Regions from separate parts of the Mus musculus genome. Here all the other regions are linked to region 3. A link is a contact called in public HiChIP or PLAC-seq and Micro-C data. All regions are on one chromosome and are shown on one strand. The core of a region is the stretch at or near the end of the contact, and the rest is flanking DNA. Distances in the headings are between cores, read along the strand shown.

Region 1 (2,700 bases), core at 52-2,551, 740 kb after region 3:
AGCAAAAAAGGGCCAATCGTCCCGGGGCCACGAAGGCCACTGTGCCACAGGACTGCAAAACCTGGCCTGGCTTTCGGCTTGCAAAGGAACCAGGCAGTTGGGGCGGAGCCACCGTAGAAAGAGTGAAAGGGGTACAAGGGCCAAGCTCGCAGAGGGGCGTGGGTAGGCCGACGCTATCTGAGGCCATAAACTCCGGTCTTAACAGGTCGTGAAACAGGAGCGGAGTGTCCAACGCCCGCAGACTTTGAATCTCGCACGGGCCTTCCCGAGGCGGAGCCCTGAGACTCACCCTCCCCTCCACCCCACCCCACTCCTGGTGGAAGGGCAGACCCAAGACCTCCGCCCTGGCTCTACAGCGGCCCCGCCCACTGGAGCAGGGCAGGGGCCGAGCAGTGACTCAGCCTGGAGCCCCCACTCTCTAGCCTTGGGCACCAAAGACCTCCATATGCGTTTGTCGGGTTCAATCAAGACACCTGAAACCTTCTAAAATCCTTACACCGCCCTCCATTATTTAACAGGAAGATAGAAAAATACACAATGCACGGGGCACCATGAGGAAACCTTGGGGCAGTTGGGGGCGGGGGGGCGAGGGGGCGTCCCCGCCACCAGAGAGCAAAGCCACAGGGAAGGGACCAGGCCCTCCAGTGAATGGGAAGGTGCTCCAAGATTTAGTCACAAGCACTTCAGACCCTCTGGGCCCAAGCCAAAGGGTATGAGAGAAGTAGAAGAGAGTGTGGCCAGAATGGGTGGGTCCCAACAGGAGCTCATGGGGGGTGCGAGGAGAGATGTACGCATCTCTGTGTCAGCAGAAGAAAGAGCGAGCGCAGGACGGTTAGTCGGGAAGAGAGGGGTCTCACCTTGTCAATGAAGGAGGCGAACTTGTTGTTCAGGGATTTAATCTGCTCCTTCTCCTGAGTGCGCACAGCCTGGATGTTGGGGTCCACCTCCAGCTTCAAGGGGCTCAACAGGCTCTGGTTCACCGTGACGGCTGTGATGCCCCCGACACCAGCCCCGCCAAAGCCGCCCAGACCCACGCCGGTGCCCATGCTTCCCCGGAAGCTGCTGCTGCTGCTGCCCACCCGGGAAAAGCTGGAAGAGCTGATGCGGGCACCGGGTCCACTCGTGAACGAGCGGCTGCTGAAGGCCCGGGGACCGGAGGTGGACATCTTGTAGGATTTCTGAGTCACCCTGATGGACATGGTGAAGTCTGGAGCGAAGGCAGTGAGCTGAAGACGGAGGTTCGAGAGCGAGCTAAGCAGCTGCTTCTAGACGGTGGGACAGCGCCCAGCGAAGGCCCTTTATAAAAGAAGAGGCCAGCCCCAGGGGAGGGAAAAGGGCCTCTTACCTGAGTGGCTAGACACTAGAGGGCAGGGCCTAACCCAACGTCTGCAACCTCCAGACGGGACTCAGGTGAGGGCAGCAGAGAGCTGTTCCCACCCGGGATCCCTCTCCAGCCCCACCCTAAAAATCCAGGAGAGAGCAATTGATCCCTGTGAAGGCAGGAAGTGAGCCTGGGATCTCTGACCTAAGCTGTCTTATCTCCTGCCCTCCTGTGAGAACTACTTGGGCTGAAAGGGTTCCCAGGCATTTTAGTTTAAAACACTGGGTCTCAACTCAACACAGGCAAGCTACTAGAACTCACTAGAAGTTGAAACTCAAGGAAGGTCGGAAGGGCCCTTCCTCGGGAGTCACGTAACAGATATGCTGTAGGTTCTCCACCAGTGGGTTGCAATCCCTCTAGGGATAGAGCTATGTTTTCCCAGAGGTGACATATCAAATATCCTGTGGTTCAGAATCTTGGGGGGGGGGGGTCACAACCCCTTTGGGGGTATAAGTACCCTGAAGCCTAACCAAAGCCGGCACCGGCCTTTACCAGCCAGCACTAGGACTGAGGGTGTGCCTCATCCACCACATCTCTGGCTGGTCTCTCCTAATACCTCCAAGAGACCTCCTTTAGGTGGAGCTGGCCAGGCTGACCAGCAGGGCCCTTTCGTTCCCAAGCTCCTGTTTGCTTTGTCTGCCCAGGTTACAGCTAACACCACTACCCCACCCCGCTACCTGTGCAGCATCCTGCACCCATAGGCTGGCAAAGGGGGGTGGGAAGGTAGGTAGATATTTGAGGAATGAATGAAACACAGGCTTCTAGCTGTCTTCTCTCTTGTGCAAGGTAAAGAGAAATCAAACGCAGCTCTTCTCTCTGGACACAGCACAGTATTCTCCTTTCCTACCCAGACCCGAGAGAATTCCCCAGACCAGACAGAGGCCTCGAGGAATAACAAAGACTGAGGGACAGAGGCCAAGGCAGAAAAGGGAGACCCCAGAGAATAGAGGCACAGGGGCTTTGTTGCAATCGCTTCTTTGGAGACACCTTCCCCAGGCTGCCAGGGCAGTGACTCATGGTGCCTTGGAACGGGATGGCCCTGCTGGTGGTGACTCATTCTCCAGCCACCTGGACCCTTCTCCTCTGCCCCCGGCCCCAGGCTGGCCAGATGTGATGAGGATAGTACCCTGTCTCCCTGCACCTGTCTCTCTGAACTCATTATCCCATTATCAGAGTGAGTCAGGAGAACAAGCTGGGGCACAGCCTGCACCTGTGAGAGGTTGGAGACTGGGGAGCAGAGCAAGGCCCTCCAGGCCTGGGTGGAGCAAGCAGGCAAGAGGTTTGGGTCCCCAAGGCAAAGATTCCACCTGCAATTAAAT
Region 2 (2,700 bases), core at 132-2,631, 870 kb after region 3:
AAAAACCAGAGTAGAATAAGGTGGCAAGATATGGAAGCACAGGCCTTTAATGCCAACACTCCAGAGGTAGTGGCAGGTGGTTATCTATGACTAAGAGGCAGCCAGCCTGGTCTCAAAGCAAATTTCAGAAGACAGCAAGGTTTAGACAGAGAAACCCTGTCTAAAAAAACAAAAAGAACAGGGTAAAGCAAGAGTCTATCCACAGTCAGGACTTTTAAATTTTATTTCAAGGGTAATGAAAAACTTCTAGGGAATTGTAAACAAGAAACGGTATGAATTTTTTGTTTGTTTGTTTTTCTGAGACAGGGTTTCTCTGTGTACCTCTGGCTGTCCTGCAACTTACTAGCCTTGAACTCTGGCCTGCCTCTGCCTCCTGGGTGCTAGGATTAAAGTGTGTACCCCCACCCTGCCTGAAGCCCATGCTGTTCAATTCACTGAGCCTTCTCTTCTGCCAGAACCCCAGCCCTTTTTAGTCCGCAGAGGTAAACGGATTTCTGAATTCTTCAACAGCCTGCTCTACATAGTGTGTGCCAGGGTAGACAGGGCTACACAGTGAGGCCCTGTCTCAAACAAAAGAAAAAACAACTTAGCAGATCTTAACTCCAAGTTGTAACAGAATTCAGAGGGCCGCAGCCCCTAAAGCAGCAGCAGTACCGGAGAAAAACATGGGACTCTCTCGGTATTTAGACAACCAGCAAGGCCAGTAAATGAATGAATGAATAAAATCTTCCAGAGATCCAAAAGCGGGAAAACCATGAAGAAATATTTTCTTCCTGCCTCCCAAACACCTGGCACTGTGCCCTACACACAGTAGGTGCTTAGCAATCCTGGGCTAAGCTGAGTTCGATCCCAATGTGCACATTGGGGCTCTTCTGCAGGAGCTACAGACCAGCACATGCCCCACAAGAGCAGACACCTGCGGCGCAGCACTGGGATCCCCCAGGGCCCTGGGCCAGGACTCGAACCCAGGTAGATGCCGGAGCCCCAGATCTGAAGGCATCGGATCTTCGAGAACCTGACAGCCTCAGCACCAAGCAGCTGCCGCCGCACTGGGTCCGGGCACGGCCTCAGGACCGCGGGGTCTCTCAGGTGACACCCGGGACCACCCGGCCTTAACCTGTCAATGAGGCTACGCCCCGTCGTCACAGGCCCTGGCTGCAATGGGGAGGGTGCGCGGCGAGAGGAACGCCCGTGACCGGAGCCCCTGGCCCCGCCCTGAGGCCGCAGCCGTCGCCCAGGACCCCCGCCTCGAGATCTGCAGAGACCGAGGCCTCCGGGACCCCGCCCCCGATCCCCGCCTACCGGGGCCGCCGCGTCCTCCTCATCCATAGGCCTCTCAGCTCCGCGTTGTAGCTCTTCGGCCGCCGCCACCACACACATCCGGGTCCCCGCCCTTCCTCTGCTCCGTCAGGCCCGCCCCCACCGCTAAATCTGACCAATCCGCAGCGCTTCTTGAAGATGGGCGCCCTCAGCAGCCAATCGCAGGGCACAGGCGGTGCGGAGCGCGGCCCGGTGAGCTGGGTACCTAACACTCGGCGGCGTCTGAGGAACCCTGGTGTCGGGAGGGTGGGGGAGGCGACGTGGCTGCCCGGACGCCACCTCGGACGCCTGGAGCTCAGGGAGGCGGTCAAGGGGCGGCTCCCTTGGGGCGGAGTAGGTCCCTGTGCCCGTGCGCGAGCTTCGTGTTCCCAGAGCCAGAAGTGATGCTAAAAACCTCTCTGGAATGTCCTTTTGAGCCACTTAACGGCATGGGGGGGGGGATTTTTTTTTAATGTTATCTCCTATTTTACGCGTGAGAAGCCAGAGGCTGATCTCCACAGCGGCAGCACTCGGCTGGCACCACATGCTTTCTTCTCTCCGGAGCACCCCTTTGCACCACGTTCGTTCATTCCAGGACAGGCGTTCCAGAACAGGAGAGAACATATGCAAAAGGCACAGTGGGATGAAACCCGGGTGCTCTTTGGGCTTGGGCTTGGTAGGAAAAGTTAGCTCGGGTCAGAATGTACCGGAAAGGATACTAATCTTTATCATGCACCTCCTATAAAGGGTATGATTGTCCTTGGAAGGAATTGGGATTCTTGGACGACTTCAACGTTTTGCTCTTAAGACTGAATATTCTTTCCAGAAAGACTCATCCTGTGTCAGAAACATAAACGAACATATTTGTGTCTTTCCACATCTAAATTTATTGAGTATCAAATACATCAGCAAGCGATGTCAGCTTCATTGGCGGCAATTTGCCAATTAGACCTGATTTACATTGATAATGGGCCCTTACCAAACACATGAACTTTTACTTTAATATTAATTACTAACTCTTGGGTCACAGATTACATATCCTGTGTGTACTTATGTAGGTTAACAACATGGCTAGAAAAGGGTTAAAGAAGCCACAGCATAATTCAAGAGTTCAGAGGCCTTACTAGAGACAAGAGCTGATAGAGTGCAAAGTCACTGCAGCCAGAGAACAAACCTAGCTGGGGAGCTGCTGAAGGTTCCAGCCTGGGATGCAGCCATAGCTGCAGGTCACAGGGCTGAACACCTTCAGAGGCAAAATGTGAGACTGGGTATGGATGAATACGTGGGCAACCCGTAATGCGAGTAGGTTCCATCAGCTGTGGACCCCAGTTGGGCTGAAGCCCCAGAAACAGTCAGCATTTCTCTGTTGTCCTTTGAGGCACACACAAGGTAGTTGGTAGG
Region 3 (2,700 bases), core at 124-2,623:
TCGGTTAGTCTGCTGCACTGGTGGGCTGGCAGCAGAAATCGGGAACCAGGGGGTGGGGTCAAGGATGGGATAGAGATACTGCAAAGAGAATCCCTAGTAGGGAAAGCTAACCACTGAATCTTTTCTCCATACCCCTTCCTTTCTCTTACCTGACTACAAATGAGGTTTCCTTTAGCTTAGACTGGGATGGAGATGTGACCTGCAGGGTGACAGCTCCAGGTGGCTGCAGCCTGGTCTGCACTTTGAGTACAGCCCTGGCCAGACCCTTCCCTGCAAGCAGTAACTGGTTACAGCTGCTCTCTTCACTGCTGGAGCAGGTAGTGGGGAGGCAGGTGGGTCCCCATCAGGGACTGGGACCAGGGAATTGACAGAAGAGTGTGAAAAGGAGATGGAGTTCGATGGCCCTGGGTTCAAGACCCCATTGTGCTACTACCTAGCTTAGTGACCTTGAACAAGTACCATTATGTCTCTGAATCTATTTATAAAATGGGGAAGAGTTGGCAAGAGTTTGGAAAGATTTCTCAGGCTCCACCCGGTTCTGAAATTCGGCAATTTCTCAACTAGGGTGCATCCATCCTGCGAGGGGTTAAGAGGCCATCGCTGAGAAACCAGCATCGGTGTGGAGCCGAGCCCGTTGACCCAGCCTGGCAAAGCTATGCCCTTTGGGAAGGAACCTTGAAGGCCAGAGTGCCTGTCCTCAGTCCTGGGGCTAGAGACCCTGCACATTGCCAAGGCTGAGGCACGGGCCCAGCCCACCTCCTATCTTCTGGGTGTGTCCCAGAATGGCTTGCCTCAGCCCTGAACTGCCCTGGCTGCTCAGAATGGCAGAGAGTGATACCCTAGGTGTCCAGGACAGACTGGGAAAGGGACAAAAGCGGAGCAGGGCCTGGGGTAGGGGTGGGCAGGAGGGAGAGGGAGCTGTTGGCACCAGGAGCAGCTGGAGGGGAGGAGATCCTGTTCTGGGGAAGCCCTGCGGGCACGGATTTACAACACCCCCTCCTCCTGGTCGGTTATTTCGGACCCCGGGACCCGATCCCGGGTCCGGCTTGGTGAGCCTAGTGGGTCTGGAAGCTACTATATTTAGCCGGCGCAGCGGGCGAGAGGAAAACTATTTATAGATCAAACAATCCGCGCTCCCTGCGTCAATGGAACCCCGCGTGCGTCACGCGCGCAGACATTCCAGGCCCCCCCTCTTCGCCCCGCCCCCTCGGGCTCCCCGTCCCCGCGCCTCCTCCTGGCCGCCTCCCGCCGGAACCGCGCCGCCCCCCGCGCCCTTGTATGGCCAAAGCTCGCCGGGCCGTGTGCGTCAGTGGCGCCCCCGCCCCTCTCCATGCGTCACGGAGCGCTTAAGATGTGGGTCGGGCTCGCCAGGGGAGCCCCAGTGCAGGAGGCTGCGAAAGTTGGGGGAGTGTGCTAGAAGGACTGCGGAGCGGAGCGCACGCGGGACCAGGCTGCGACTGGGTCGCTGGTCCCGGCCACAGGGAGTGGGAGCCGGCTGGGTAGGTACCCCGCAGGGAGCGTGTTTCTGTTTCTAGGGACAGTGCATGAAAGAGATGGGGTGTACGCGCGGGCGAAAAGGAAGGGTGTTTTCGGGTCGGCTTACGAGGAGGGGTGTGTAGGGTGCATTTTTGGTATTAAAGGATAGCTCTTGGAGTAGGGTGAGCCAGGGCTTGAAGTTTAGGAAGCGGGCGAAGGGTCTGCAAGGTGCTTGGTTTTGGTAGGTAGTGGGCGCTTGTTTAGGAGGTTTCCCCGCTAGGATCTCCAGTGTGAGGCACTCTGTACTCTGGGTTTGGGTGTTGATTGCCGGGTAGGGGGTTGTCTGAGCATGGACTGGGAAAAGGTACTCAGAGCTTCGGCGTTGCTGGGATCCATCCAAGTACAAGTAAGATTGGATTTCCACGGGTCTCCTTCCCGGGCTCTCAGCCCCCTTTCCCAGTGTTTACTTAATACTTCATAGGCTGTACTTAGATTTTCTGATTCCCTTACCGAACTTTCTTTCTGAACCGTGCTGGAAGACCTGGGGGTTGCTGAAGGAAATGGCTAGCTAGGTTGGCTGGGTAATGGTTGTGTTAGACTAAGTTGTCAGAGTATCTAGAAACCTAGGAGCTGTAGCCTGGTGCAGCTACTGAAAGCCGCACGTGGAGCCTGGGTGGAAGTTGCTCACGATAGAGTCTCGATGTAGTACTGACTAGGGGGGAGACCCCTTCTGTCATCAGACAGACTTGTATACCCCAGTGGTCTTTTGAGTCTGTTAGGTAGGGTGCAGCCTGCGGGCTTGGTCACCTAACAGGTGTTGCCAGGACCTGCCCCAAGCCGGATTCTCCCACTCCCTCTTTCAACCCCGCCTCTTCCTCCTCCTTGAGACACCCCCACCCCCTCAGGAGGCTAGATGCAGATCTGTATCTTGTGTTGCGGACTATCGGCCTGAAGCTGGGTAGATTGGTGGGGGTTGATCCGGATGTAGGATGTCCAAGTGGAGAAACAGGATTTGAATGGAGCTGGAACAAACGCCCAGTCCTGACTGGCTGCCACCCTTCTTCCTCCACCCCCAACCCATCCCTTCCCAGGCTTCTTGCAAACAGAGGCAGAAGTGGCCATATTTCTTTCTTTCTCCCAGGTGCTGTATGCCCTAGGGACTTGACACGGGGCAGGCGGGGTGGGAACTGGTTGGGGGGGGGGTGCTGTTTTATGGGAAGTCGT
Region 4 (2,700 bases), core at 92-2,591, 670 kb after region 3:
AAAGCCTCGCCTACCCAGGCTCTTCATGGAACCCTAAGGGTGACACACGAGAAAGGAGGTAGGGCCCTTCTGTGTTAAAAGTTCAAATCATGGAGTTATGCCTCAGCCTGATCTCGCAGCCTAGGCGCAGAGCCAAGGTACACAGTGCTGAAGGAATGGAGCAAGAAATGAGAGAGGTGGTAGCAGAGTGATCCCAGTCACCCTGTAGGTGAGACGGGGATCCAGAACACTCCCAGAGTGTTCAAACTGTAGGGTGGCCACCCTCCTCGTGGTAGCCGGAAGGGGGAACCAGGCAAGGGAGGGCAAAGGGCTTCCTCTTGCCCTCCAGGTTCTCAATGTGCCTGACCCCGAGGCTTCTTCAGCTGGAGAGGACAGACAGAATTCCAAGGCTTCAACCTTGGATGGTTTGTGGAATTCCTGAGCCGTGCACTGTTGCCCACAGCTATAAAATGACTCAAGTCATCAAAGGCCAACTCCCTGACAGGAACACTGAGGACCACACATCTTTTAATAATGGGGTAAGGCTAATGCTTAGCGGTATAGGAAAGGCTCCAACACAGGTGGGCTGGGCCTCTCATTCACAGAAGGAACCCCGGCCAGCAGGTTTTAGCCCCAACCTCCGACAGGCAGAAACCACCGTCTCTGTTCATCACCCCACCCTGCACATCTAGAGCACATGGTAAAAACTGCCTTTGCCCAGACCACCCCCCATTAGAGGTTCAGCTTCCACCCCACTCCACCTCACCCCGGTTTTGCCCACCCACCTTATCAATAAAGGAGGCAAACTTGTTGTTGAGGGTCTTGATCTGCTCGCGCTCCTGGGTGCGCACCCGCTGAATCTCGGGGTCTATCTCCACATTGAGAGGCGTCAGCAGGCTCTGGTTGACAGTGACTTCCTGGATGCCCCCGGGAGGACAGACTGGCCCAAATGTCTGCCTGCTAGCCCCTAGGCCCACATAGGCCCCACTGCCAAAGCCTCCTAGTGCCCGGCCAGAGGAGGCCCCACAAGCCATGCTGACGGAGATATTCTTGCCTCCCAAGTTGTAGAGGCTCCGGCTGCCAAAGCCCCCGGAGCTGGACCCAGAGCGGACCCCACCGCCACCGCCGCTCCCCCTGGACATAGTCACTGAGCTGTAGCTGGTTCGCATCCGACTCCCACCACCTCCGCTGGCTGAGTTAGAGCTGAAGCCTCCTTTAGTGGAGAAAGTCTGCCTGGACAAAGAGGACCGCATGATTGTCAGCGAGAAAGCAGCTGAGAGCAGGAGGGAATCAGCCGGAGTGAGCTACTGAGCCACCAAACACCTTTTTATCTTTTCCCAGCTGGGCTGGCCCTGGGTTCCATGCACTCCAGCTGTGATTACCACAGGTGAGAGGGAGGGGCCGGGGGGGGGGGGAATCTCCTCTCCCCCAGGATGTGGGAGGGCCTCGCCCAGCCATCACTGAGACTGAAGTGCTGCTCCTGAGCAGAGACTACTTGAGATGGGAAGCACCCCACCCCCACTCCCCCCACTCCCACCCCACCCCACCCCGTAAGCCCTCCTCACTTGGAACAGGATGATAGGGCTCCTACAGCTACCCTCACCACCCAGTGGCTGGCTTGGTCTCCTCCTACGCAGCCCTGATGGCCTGCTGTCAATGGGGCTCTGTTTTGTGGGGTTTGTCCCAGGGCCTTGTGGTAAGCCAAGGCCCCAGGGCCCAGTGCTGTGCAGGTGGCAAGGGAAGGTGCATTGGGCAACGGGTTGTAGAGAGGGTGCCCAGGCCTGCTCCAGTCCCACCCTCCCAGCCCACAGCCTCCTGTCTCTTGGCAGGTCCAGCGTGGGGGGCACAGGTGACAGTGCAGGGGTGGAGCAGCTACTCTTCTGTCTACACTGGCAGGTGTCTGCTGGGTGGGAACCCTGTGTGGGGTAAAGAGGATCCAAGGAAGAAAGGAGGGTCCCTGCCCAGCCATAGGCCTGGCTGAGCACACAATGTGGGCTGGATGGCTTTGACTCTAACTAGACATAGCAGAGCACACCTATATCCCAGCACCCTAGGGGTGAAGGTGGGAGGGTCAAAAGTTCAAGGTCACCCAGCCTCAAAACCAAAAAAAATGAATAAATAAAAGGACAAAGAAAGAAAAGGAATGCCCTGTCACCACAGGCAGGGTGTCAAAGCTTAGGAACCCAACTGCTTTTCCTGGGGCTGGAACTGTGGCCACCCCTAAGCTCTTCCTTGGTGGACCTTTCCCAGTGGGGCCCAGACATTTTGGAATACTGAAAATGCACATGTATCCAAGAAGCCCCAAGTGTCTCATGCTGTACCCCCATAACCTTCTCCTTTCCTGACCACAAGGACTCCACCTGCTCAATTCAGAAGAACAGGACACTCCTGATCACTTCACACCGGCCTCCACTCTCTTCCCAGTCAGGCTTCTAGAACCAAGCACAGCCCAAGCAGAGCTGGAGAGACTTCAGGTACAGGATCACAGATAGTGGGAGAAGACCTTGAGACTGCTCCCCACACCCCCTCGCCTCTCCATCATTCAGCAAGCAGAGGGCAAAGGGGCAGAGACTGGGTTGAGGCAAAGATGGAGCAGTGTTGGCTCTGCCAGGCTAAAGCTCGGATCCCAAAAGAGATGCAGAAGACCCCGGTGAGGATGGTGGCTTCTAGGCTCCAAAGGAAGCTGGGAATCTTTCCCTGGGGCCACTGGGATATTCAAGA
Region 5 (2,700 bases), core at 177-2,676, 630 kb before region 3:
AGTTCCTCCCACACCCAGGCTGGCACAAGGTGAAACCAATTAATATGTAAATATCCGTCAGCGCGCCAGAACCAGCCTGATTAGGAAAGGAAAGGTGAGACTCAATTCACCACCTGGCTCCTAGAATTTTTAAACACACCCCACATCCCTCTAGCCCAGGCTAGACTTAAATTCACTATTTAGCTGAGGATAACCTTGAGTTTCTGGTACTCCCGCCTCTACGTCCCAAGTTGCAGGGACTGCAGGCACAAGCCATCAAAATGGGTTTCATCTCAAGTTCTCTACCAATTAAGCGACATCACGAGTCCTCCCGGTTATCTTTAGAAGATTCCCTTTCTCCTTTACTTAACTACTGGGGTGAATGTAAAAATGGCTCCTTTGGGCATCAAAGAACTTCCTAAACCCAGGTGACTCGCAGTGCTTGGAATTGGTCCGGTCCAGACTTGAGAATAAAATAGCGCAAAAGGGCACACTGAAGTTGAATTCTGTTTTCTTGGAGCTTTTTCCTGCGTGAGGCCCGACAGCGGGTTGGTAGGGGTAGGGTGGGGTGGAGTGGGGTGGGGATGGGTGAGTCTTCCAGTCTACACTGAGTGAGGCCTCGCGGAATTCCAAGACCTGTTCTGGGGTGGGAATTCTTAAACAGCCCCCCTACTCCATAACTTTCATCACCTACCTTCAGGAGAAGGTGTGGCCGGTAGGTTGTTCATCGTTGCTGAGGGCAGGCTATTTCGTAGGGTCAGATCTGTGGGAAGAAGGACGGACAAGAATGAGGTGGACGGGCTCCTGAGGTCGCAGGGCTTGTAGATCCCAGGAGAGCCTCGGGCGCCAGGTTTTCCCCGAGTCCCTTCCCCTGGATATATCCACTCTCTTCCTTTCGGTTCTAATCAGCTTCCATAAACAAATCCTTCCCCCAAGAGCTGACCCTGGTCGCAGGGTCGGGGAATGGGTGGCGTTGGTGACCCTTTCCCCAGGCCTGGGAAAGTTAAGCAAGGGTCGGCCCGGTTGCGCCCATGAGCGATCCGGGTCCCTTAGCCACCTGCATTACCTGGGCTTCCAGGGCCAGGAGCCCCGCCGAGCCGTCCGCTGGGTGCGCCCCGCTCCCCGGGGATCCCGCGTGCCCCGGGCCCGCGCCCTGGCCGTCGAGTGTCCCTGCAGCCGCGCAGTACCCGTGCGGGTCAGGTCGCAGGCGCGCGGCGGCCGAGTGCGGGCTCCGGGCTTCCGCGCAGCGCGCTCACCTTTCCAGTCCGACGGGCGGGCAGGGCCGGGCGCCGCGCGTCCTTTTGAACTCGCCGGGGTGGGAGCGGCCGAGAGTCGCCGGAGCCGCGCCCGGGACCCCGCGCCGAGCGGCCGCCGAGCCCGGACCGCGGTGGGAGGGACAGGAAGGAGCTCGGGGCCGCCCTCAGCAGGTTCCCCCGGGAGGAAAGGCCACTGTCCGGAGCCGCTCCGCCCCCGTGCCGGGCTCGGCCGGGGTCGGCAGCGCCAGCTGTAGGGCGAGCGAGGGGCGTGTCCCGCGGGAGCTCAGTCACGCGTGGGCCCTCTGGAGTCCGCGACTTCGGGGCGACTTAGCCGAGCACCTCCCGGGGCCACCTGGACCTTCCGCGTGCGACCTTCCCAGGAGGCGGTGGAGCGTGGAGAGGGTAGGAGGTGTGGCTGTGGGCTGTTTAGGATTAAAAGCTCCAGCGTAAGTGCTTGCCAGCTGGGTGGCTGTGGGCACATTCCTGAACACCTCAGTAGTCGGTTTCCTCATCCCTAAAATGGGGACTGAAAGTGGCAATTCCCGTAAGGCCGTTTTACAGCCTTGGTCCTAGCCCGAGGCAAGCGCCTTGATTTAAATATTCATCAGTGCTGTACTTTAGCAGCAGTTGGACTCACGTCAGTGACAGGAAATGCTCCCAAATTAACTAGAGGAACTCGTTGACTAAGAGGCAATAATTCTATATAACAGGCTCTGGAGGTGGTCCCGCTGTGTAAGCTAGCGCAGGTTACTTCTGATTCTTTGGGCAAAGCTGTGTGAACTCAGGGTTAGGGTTATTGCGGAGCTCCAATGAGTTGCCTAGAACCTCACCTAGCACATGATAATGTGCTCAAAAAACACTGGCCAGGTTACCTGGGTAGCTCACTGAGGGTCGGACCTGACCAACCACACTTGGCTTTCATGTCTTTTTTTTTTTTTTTCTTTAAAATATAACCTTTAAAAGTTGCTTTGGGGGGCGGGGGAGGGGGGGAGAGGGGTTAGCTGGAGAAAGGCTCCCAGTAGTTCACAACGTCCTGTGATTCAGTTTCAGGAGATCTTGATGCCCTCTTCTGGCCTCCACCGGCACCGGCAGGCTCACTTAAAACTTTGCTGGGGCTGATGAGAAAGCTTAGTCAGTGAAGATACCTAACTGCCTTGTAAAGCTAACAACTGAGTTTCCCAGAAACCACAAGCTGGCCTCAGGTTAGGACCCACTGCCTCAGCTTTGGTATTGCTGGCACGACAGGTTGGCACATGACACCCAGTCTATACCCAGACGCAGCCTGTCAACACTGTCCAGAGTCTGGGGAGCAGGGACTCAGGATGCGTCTGTGTCAGACCTCCATAAGGAGTCAAGTGAATCGATGATGGACACGGTCTCACATGGACAGCCAGTCTTCTCCAAGAGTGAAACTTAAGCCTCGGAAACTGAAGCAGCCATGCTTTTGTCAACAGACCTCTAGGGA
Region 6 (2,700 bases), core at 159-2,658, 720 kb after region 3:
CAGTGCTTCTCTCTGTGCAAGTAACAAATGTCTCTCTCATATGTTTGCCTTTGTTCTCTGATTCAATATGAGCATGTCTGTATGTGCCTGCCTATACCTGTCTGTACCTGTGCACATACAACCTCTACAAAAGCTTGCCTCTGGTCCCAAAGGCACGTGGTACTCAAGCACACGTACACACGTGCTCACACACACACATGCGTACACACACGCACACGTACACACGCACATGCGTACTTGCAAACGCACATGCGCACTCACACGTACACACACATATGTGCACACACACGCACATATACACGCACGCACGCTCACGTGCACGTGCACATACAAGTTCACTCCCTGCCAAGCTTCCCTGGATGGGAAGGCTGTAGCTCCAGAGGGCAAAGGAGATGCTTCCATTTAGACAGCAGGTGTTCAAGACCACCTCTCTCCTGCCAAGCACCCCTCCCCTCACACAGGTCCTGTCCTAGCTCCGTGTGAGTTAAGGGATGAGAGCCTTGTGGTAGATACAGGAAATGCAGGCACAGCCTCCAGGGCCATAAGACTTACAGAGAGGGTCATCTCTGAACTAAGAGACCAAGTGCCCACCGAATGGACAGGCAAGGCATTGGAAGTGTATTTGGGGTCAGGCATACACAGCCGCAAAGAGCAGATAGTGCGTGGTTCCTTCGAGGATCCTGACAGGAGCCCGGCTGCTTTTGGCAGCAGAGAGAAAGGAATGGCTGCATACGTGGTCTCCAGTCACGTGAGGCAGGCCCTTACGCTAGTGGCTTCCTGTGTGTTCCTACTCAGTAAAACGGAGTCACACACACTAAACTGGGAAGCAAAACATTTAAGGTCCACTCTGGCATGACCCCAACTGTCCTCTCTGAGACCCCAGGACTACAGGGAGCTGGACCTGTGATCTGGGGACTCACATAGGCCAACTAAGCCCTAGTAACTCAGGTGTGCCCTTCTGATGCCGCCATGCTTGTGCCCCCTGGAGCCTGGTCTACCTCCTTCTCCATCCGCCAGCCTTAGGAGGCATGGACCTCCAGCCTCAGCCTCCGAAGGCTCTAAAAATGTTGCTTGGCTCCAGGAGCTAGGTGCTGCCTCCTGCTGGACAGATGGGGAACAGCTAGCAAGTGAGGCAATGTGGCTACAAGCCCTTGGTGCCTCTCCTCTGGTATTTAAACCCGCAGTGCACACTTTCCTTCACAAACAAGGCTGCCCAGGACATCTCACATCTCTTGGCATTCAGCTCCACCTCCCACCCACACTACAACAATGCAAGGTGTGGGACTCCCGTGGATAGAGACTAAAATCCACACAAATGTCACTCACCACGTCACGTCCTACCCAAAACAATAGGAGCTTCCCCTGATTAGCACAAAACATGCCTCTGTAGCCAATGATAGGCTGTGACCAGGACCCGCCCCGATCTCGCTCATGGAATGGGAGCTGCACGTGGCTGGCAAGCTTGGCTCTGGGTTTCAGAGCAGTTTCCTCCGTGCTCCTCTGCTGCCCTCTAGTGGAAAGATGGTGTACTTCCGGTGTACTCAAAAAAACGTCCCTCCATCGCACAGCCTTTCAGGATCTAGACACCCTGAGCAGCAGACTGGGAGGAAACGTTGAAAATCCAAGAGCTTGGAAGATAGGTCACATCCTGGGAGCCATCGGTTTGACAGAAGACAGGTCTGGCCATTGGATTCTCTCATACAGATGTCAACCTGTGCAGAAGGCTCTCTAATGAAGTATTTAAGAACCCCAAAACGTGCATTCCTAGAACAAAACTGATTTTCTCTGGAATTAAGAAAGGAGAAATAGGGCTGGAGAGATGGCTCCGCGGTTAAGAGCACTGACTGATCTTCCAGGGGTCAGGAGTTCAGTTCCCAGCAACCACATGGTGGCTCACGGCCATCTGTAATGGGATCTGATGCCCTCTTCTGGTGTGTCTGAAGACAGTGACACCTTTAACTTTCTGAAAGGCATTTTAGTGCAGTTTATGTATAACGCTAAACAAAGACCACCGAGGTTTTTTTTTTTTTAATAGCTAGCCCAGGCTCCCTCTGCTGCATTTCTGTGTCCTGAATCCTCACCCACCCACCCCACTCCAAGCACTGTGCCCCAAGACCAGCAGTGATTCTCAAAAAAAGAGAGGAGCCAGGTTTTGCCGTGTGTTCCTGTTCAGGGTCCTGTAGAGCTGTCACCGAGGCAAGCTTGTCCCTCTGGCCTCTGTGTCCCTGCTTAGAGTCAATTTCCAGAAACAGTTTCTAGTGACCCATTCGAGGATGGCCAAGATGGAGTCCTTAAATATTTGGACTAGTGGCTAGCATTTTAAAATCAGGTTTCAGGCTGGAGAGATGCTCGGAGTTGAGGGCACTGGCTGCCCTTCCAGAAGACCCGAGTTCAATTCCCAGCCCCCACATGGCAGCTCACAACTGTCTGTCCAGCTTCAGCAGATCCAACACCTCACATAGACAGGCAGGCAAAACACCAATTTACATAAAATAAAAATAAATAATTTTTAAATAAATAAATATAGAAATCTGGTTTCATATAAAATTTCAGGTCTCTACTGCAAAGTTGAAACTTGTGGCCACTCTGGAACCAGATTCCTTGGCAGAAACCAGGAAAGACCACAAAAAACGAGGGCTGTGGCTGCCCACTCTCCTTAGCATTGAAAGATGCTGGTGGACACTGGCCAGACAGAAGAAT
Region 7 (2,700 bases), core at 61-2,560, 600 kb before region 3:
TCATGAACCCTCTCCTTTTAGCCCATGTCTCTTCTACTACAGTGTGGGTAGATGGTGGCTAGGCAAAGGAAGACTCTGGACAGGTAACATCACAATGCCTTTTAAGTGTGTAGGGAAGGGGCTGGGACGGAGCTCAGTTGGCAGGGTGCCTGGTTTCCTCAACCAGAAGCTGTAGGTACAACCTTCAGCATCTAAGAGATGTGATGACACATGCTTGCAACCCAGAAGATAGAGAGAGACGGGAGACCAGAAGTTCAAGGTCAAAGTGAGTTTGGGGGTGGGGGTACAAGAAACTGTCTCAAAAACATGTGAAGGGTGGTAAGAATGGGGTTCATACCTATGACCTTAGCTAGAGATCTCACCTTGAATACAAGACCAGCCCAGTCAACACGGTAAGACCCTGTCTCAAAAAAACAAAACAACCAAGCAAATAAAATAAACAGCGTGAAGAGTGTCTCCATAATCCATTTTCCCTTTTTTTTTTTTTTTTTTTTTTTGGAGACAGGGTCTATGTAGTCTAGGCTGTCCTGGAAGTCTCTGTGTAAACCAGGCAGATCTTGAGCTCACAGAGATCCTCCTGCCTCTGCCTCCCGAGGGCTGGGATTAAAGGCGTGTGCCCATCATTTGAATGGACTGGCAAATTATGGGAAGGACACCCAGAGGCTGTGGATCACCATCAAGGCAAAAGAATAGATGTAAGAAACTGGGGCTGGCTACTGGACACACGAGCTCCCCGCTCACCCCGAGGTAAAGAGTAGCTCAGGCTGGTCTTAAACTCAGTAATATAGCCTCGGATGCCTTGCGTTTTCTATCCACCCGCCTCCGTTTACACCAGTTTAAACAACACTCAAGTGTGGAGAACTGTGCAGTGTCCTGGTCCTCAGTGAATCCCCCAAGTCAAATTAAGTGGGGCGACTCACTGCCACCGCAGCCGCTGTCTCTTACTTTGGGGACAAGTATCTTCCAACTCATTCATCACCTGAGAGACGCCAGCCAGCCACCCTTGCCTTTGCGCTAGGACAAAATCTGTGACAAAGTTGACCACCACCATTCGTTCCTTCCTGTCGCCTTTTCTGGGTCAGGCTGAGGGTTGCCGAAGGCTCCTGCGAAACAGCTGTCTCCTCAGCTGCTCCCTTCTCTCCCACGTCGGCCAATGTTCGTGGACACCCATTCCCCGCCCGTTCTGGGGCAGCAGGACCCTTTCTCCTCAGGCTGCCTACCTTCTCCTGGGCCCTGCTGAACTTCTTCTGCATCTGCTTGGCGAAGAGGCCAGCCGCTCCGCCCGCCTTGCCCTCTGCCATCCTGCCGGCTGCGGGGGCGCAGCCTGGACCTGTGGTTTCTAGAGGCCCCTGAGAGGAAGTGCGTCCTCCCAGCATGCCTTGCGTGATGCTCAGAGGGCGGGCCTTCACACCCTTACAGCCTCCTGCTGGGGCGTGGTCGGCCTGGACCACCCAATGCCACCTCTCGAGGACCATTGGAAACCCATCACTACCCAGATTCCCGAGAGGACCACTGCAGCCCACCACTGGCCATCACGGGAGGACCTTGGGACTCCATCACTGCCCAATACTCCAGGTGTACCACTGAAGCCCCATCACTGTCCAACTCCCCAGGTGGACCATTGGGGTCCCATCACTGTCCATGTCCCCAGGAGGACGACTAGGACCCCATCATGGTCCAGATCCCCAGGAGGACCATTGGAACCCCATCATTGTTCAGCTCCCCGAGAGAACTACTGGGGCCCCCTCACTGCCCAGCTCCCTGGAAAGACCACTGGTCACCAGGATGGGGTCCACAGAGGCATCTGGAGCTGGGAGAGCAGCTAAGCTGGTTCTGAGAAGTTGGCAGAGAACGGGTTGTTCAGGGTGGATTTTGGTGCGCACACACTCTTAAAACCAGCTTGGAAATGCTGCCCCTGCAGTAGAGAAAGATTCCCCTCCCCTCCCCCGCCCCCACCCTTGAACGGGCTCTTTGAATGTGGACCGTGACTCATTGGTTCCATACCCGAACAGCATTAGAAAGTGAGGAGACACAAAAGACTGAGTTTGGGCTGGAGAGATGGCTCAGCCGTTAAGAGCACCGGTTGTTCTTCCAGAGGTCCTGAGTTCAATTCCTAGCAACCACATGGTGGCTCATAGACATCTGTAATGGGATCTGATGCCCTCTTCTGGTGTGTCTAAAGACAGCTACAGTGTACTCTATATAAATAAAATAAAATGAAATGAAATGAAAAAAAAAAAAGTAAAAACCAAAAGGCCCAGTTTCATCCAGTGAGGACGTTTAATGGACCAGAGACCACCTACCAGCTGCAGGGTATTGATGCTGAGTGACCATGGCTCAGCCTGGATGGCAGCTTAACCAGTTCTAAGCCTGGGAATTGTGGGGACAGAGTGCAGAAGGTGAGCATAATCCAGATCTGGATTGGAAGGGGAGAAAGACTGGAGAGATGGGGTCCTCAGGAGACAGGGTGCCATTCATAATATGCTAAGGAGGAGAGGAGGGGAGAGGCCTGAACTGGACAGAGGAGAACAAGACTCTCCAGGCAAAGCATGGAGCATTATATGGACACAGTGTGAATTTAGTCACAGATTATACAAACTGGAGTGGGGCTACAGAGATTACAAATCTGGTTTCTCTAGGAAACCGGTCTTCCAATGAACTTACACCTGACCACTGAGAAAGGATAGCCAGAAAATAGGG

Evidence for each region. A called contact is a pair of places that touch in the nucleus more often than the background predicts. HiChIP or PLAC-seq counts read pairs in DNA pulled down with a chosen protein or histone mark.
Region 1: a contact with region 3 is called in an H3K4me3 HiChIP or PLAC-seq map of embryonic stem cells, with 6 times the contacts expected there. The contact joins the promoter of Krt8 here to the promoter of Nr4a1 in region 3. A contact is called at or near these places in 4 of 39 promoter capture datasets (the 3T3-L1 cell line, the HPC-7 cell line, cranial neural crest and 1 more), 17 of 115 datasets of contacts at active chromatin or transcription factors (embryonic basal ganglia, embryonic fibroblasts, embryonic forebrain and 10 more) and 1 of 9 other capture datasets (embryonic stem cells).
Region 2: a Micro-C map of embryonic stem cells shows a contact between it and region 3, with 2.5 times the contacts expected there. The contact joins the promoter of Spryd3 here to the promoter of Nr4a1 in region 3. A contact is called at or near these places in 5 of 39 promoter capture datasets (the C10 cell line, cranial neural crest, liver and 1 more), 1 of 484 Hi-C or Micro-C datasets (embryonic stem cells), 10 of 115 datasets of contacts at active chromatin or transcription factors (astrocytes, bone marrow-derived macrophages, embryonic forebrain and 7 more) and 1 of 9 other capture datasets (macrophages).
Region 4: an HNF4G HiChIP or PLAC-seq map of pancreatic cancer cells shows a contact between it and region 3. The contact joins the promoter of Krt79 here to the promoter of Nr4a1 in region 3. A contact is called at or near these places in 2 of 115 datasets of contacts at active chromatin or transcription factors (pancreatic cancer cells and stem cell-derived neural progenitor cells) and 1 of 9 other capture datasets (macrophages).
Region 5: an HNF4G HiChIP or PLAC-seq map of pancreatic cancer cells shows a contact between it and region 3. The contact joins the promoter of Smagp here to the promoter of Nr4a1 in region 3. A contact is called at or near these places in 2 of 39 promoter capture datasets (the 3T3-L1 cell line and liver) and 2 of 115 datasets of contacts at active chromatin or transcription factors (extraembryonic endoderm stem cells and pancreatic cancer cells).
Region 6: an H3K4me3 HiChIP or PLAC-seq map of stem cell-derived neural progenitor cells shows a contact between it and region 3, with 8 times the contacts expected there. The contact joins the enhancer-like site here to the promoter of Nr4a1 in region 3. A contact is called at or near these places in 9 of 39 promoter capture datasets (the 3T3-L1 cell line, the C10 cell line, the HPC-7 cell line and 6 more), 1 of 15 datasets of contacts at CTCF or cohesin (the NIH/3T3 cell line), 3 of 484 Hi-C or Micro-C datasets (bone marrow-derived macrophages, muscle stem cells and myeloid progenitors), 17 of 115 datasets of contacts at active chromatin or transcription factors (SST interneurons, bone marrow-derived macrophages, cardiomyocytes and 12 more) and 2 of 9 other capture datasets (adipose tissue and embryonic stem cells).
Region 7: an H3K27ac HiChIP or PLAC-seq map of thymic regulatory T cells shows a contact between it and region 3, with 2.9 times the contacts expected there. The contact joins the promoter of Bin2 here to the promoter of Nr4a1 in region 3. A contact is called at or near these places in 2 of 484 Hi-C or Micro-C datasets (effector CD8 T cells and memory CD8 T cells) and 3 of 115 datasets of contacts at active chromatin or transcription factors (bone marrow-derived macrophages, memory CD8 T cells and thymic regulatory T cells).

Annotation. Positions count from the first base shown.
Region 1 is chr15:102,003,041-102,005,740 of GRCm38.p6, forward strand. It overlaps Krt8 (keratin 8), which reads right to left and starts at 1,302. Exons shown (of 9, transcript NM_031170.2): 1 at 858-1,302. The coding sequence starts at 1,199.
Region 2 is chr15:102,134,834-102,137,533 of GRCm38.p6, forward strand. Spryd3 (SPRY domain containing 3) reads right to left here and starts at 1,382. Exons shown (of 11, transcript NM_001033277.3): 1 at 1,303-1,382. The coding sequence starts at 1,325.
Region 3 is chr15:101,265,473-101,268,172 of GRCm38.p6, forward strand. It overlaps Nr4a1 (nuclear receptor subfamily 4, group A, member 1), which reads left to right and starts at 1,374. Exons shown (of 7, transcript NM_010444.2): 1 at 1,374-1,499.
Region 4 is chr15:101,938,983-101,941,682 of GRCm38.p6, forward strand. It overlaps Krt79 (keratin 79), which reads right to left and starts at 1,342. Exons shown (of 9, transcript NM_146063.1): 1 at 765-1,342. The coding sequence starts at 1,232.
Region 5 is chr15:100,635,514-100,638,213 of GRCm38.p6, forward strand. It overlaps Smagp (small cell adhesion glycoprotein), which reads right to left and starts at 1,427. Exons shown (of 4, transcript NM_174992.4): 1 at 1,046-1,427; 2 at 674-742. The coding sequence starts at 707.
Region 6 is chr15:101,983,008-101,985,707 of GRCm38.p6, forward strand. It overlaps a transcript of Krt78 not described here. Among named protein-coding and RNA genes, the nearest start is that of Krt8, 20 kb to the right of the region's middle. Within about 2 kb of position 1,409, at least 318 of the 459 cell types and tissues checked have an H3K27ac peak or open chromatin away from gene starts, as enhancers often do. A contact at or near this core is called in the HPC-7 cell line, the NIH/3T3 cell line, the SN4741 cell line and 14 more, where this site is marked.
Region 7 is chr15:100,668,193-100,670,892 of GRCm38.p6, forward strand. It overlaps Bin2 (bridging integrator 2), which reads right to left and starts at 1,311. Exons shown (of 11, transcript NM_001270537.2): 1 at 1,221-1,311. The coding sequence starts at 1,301.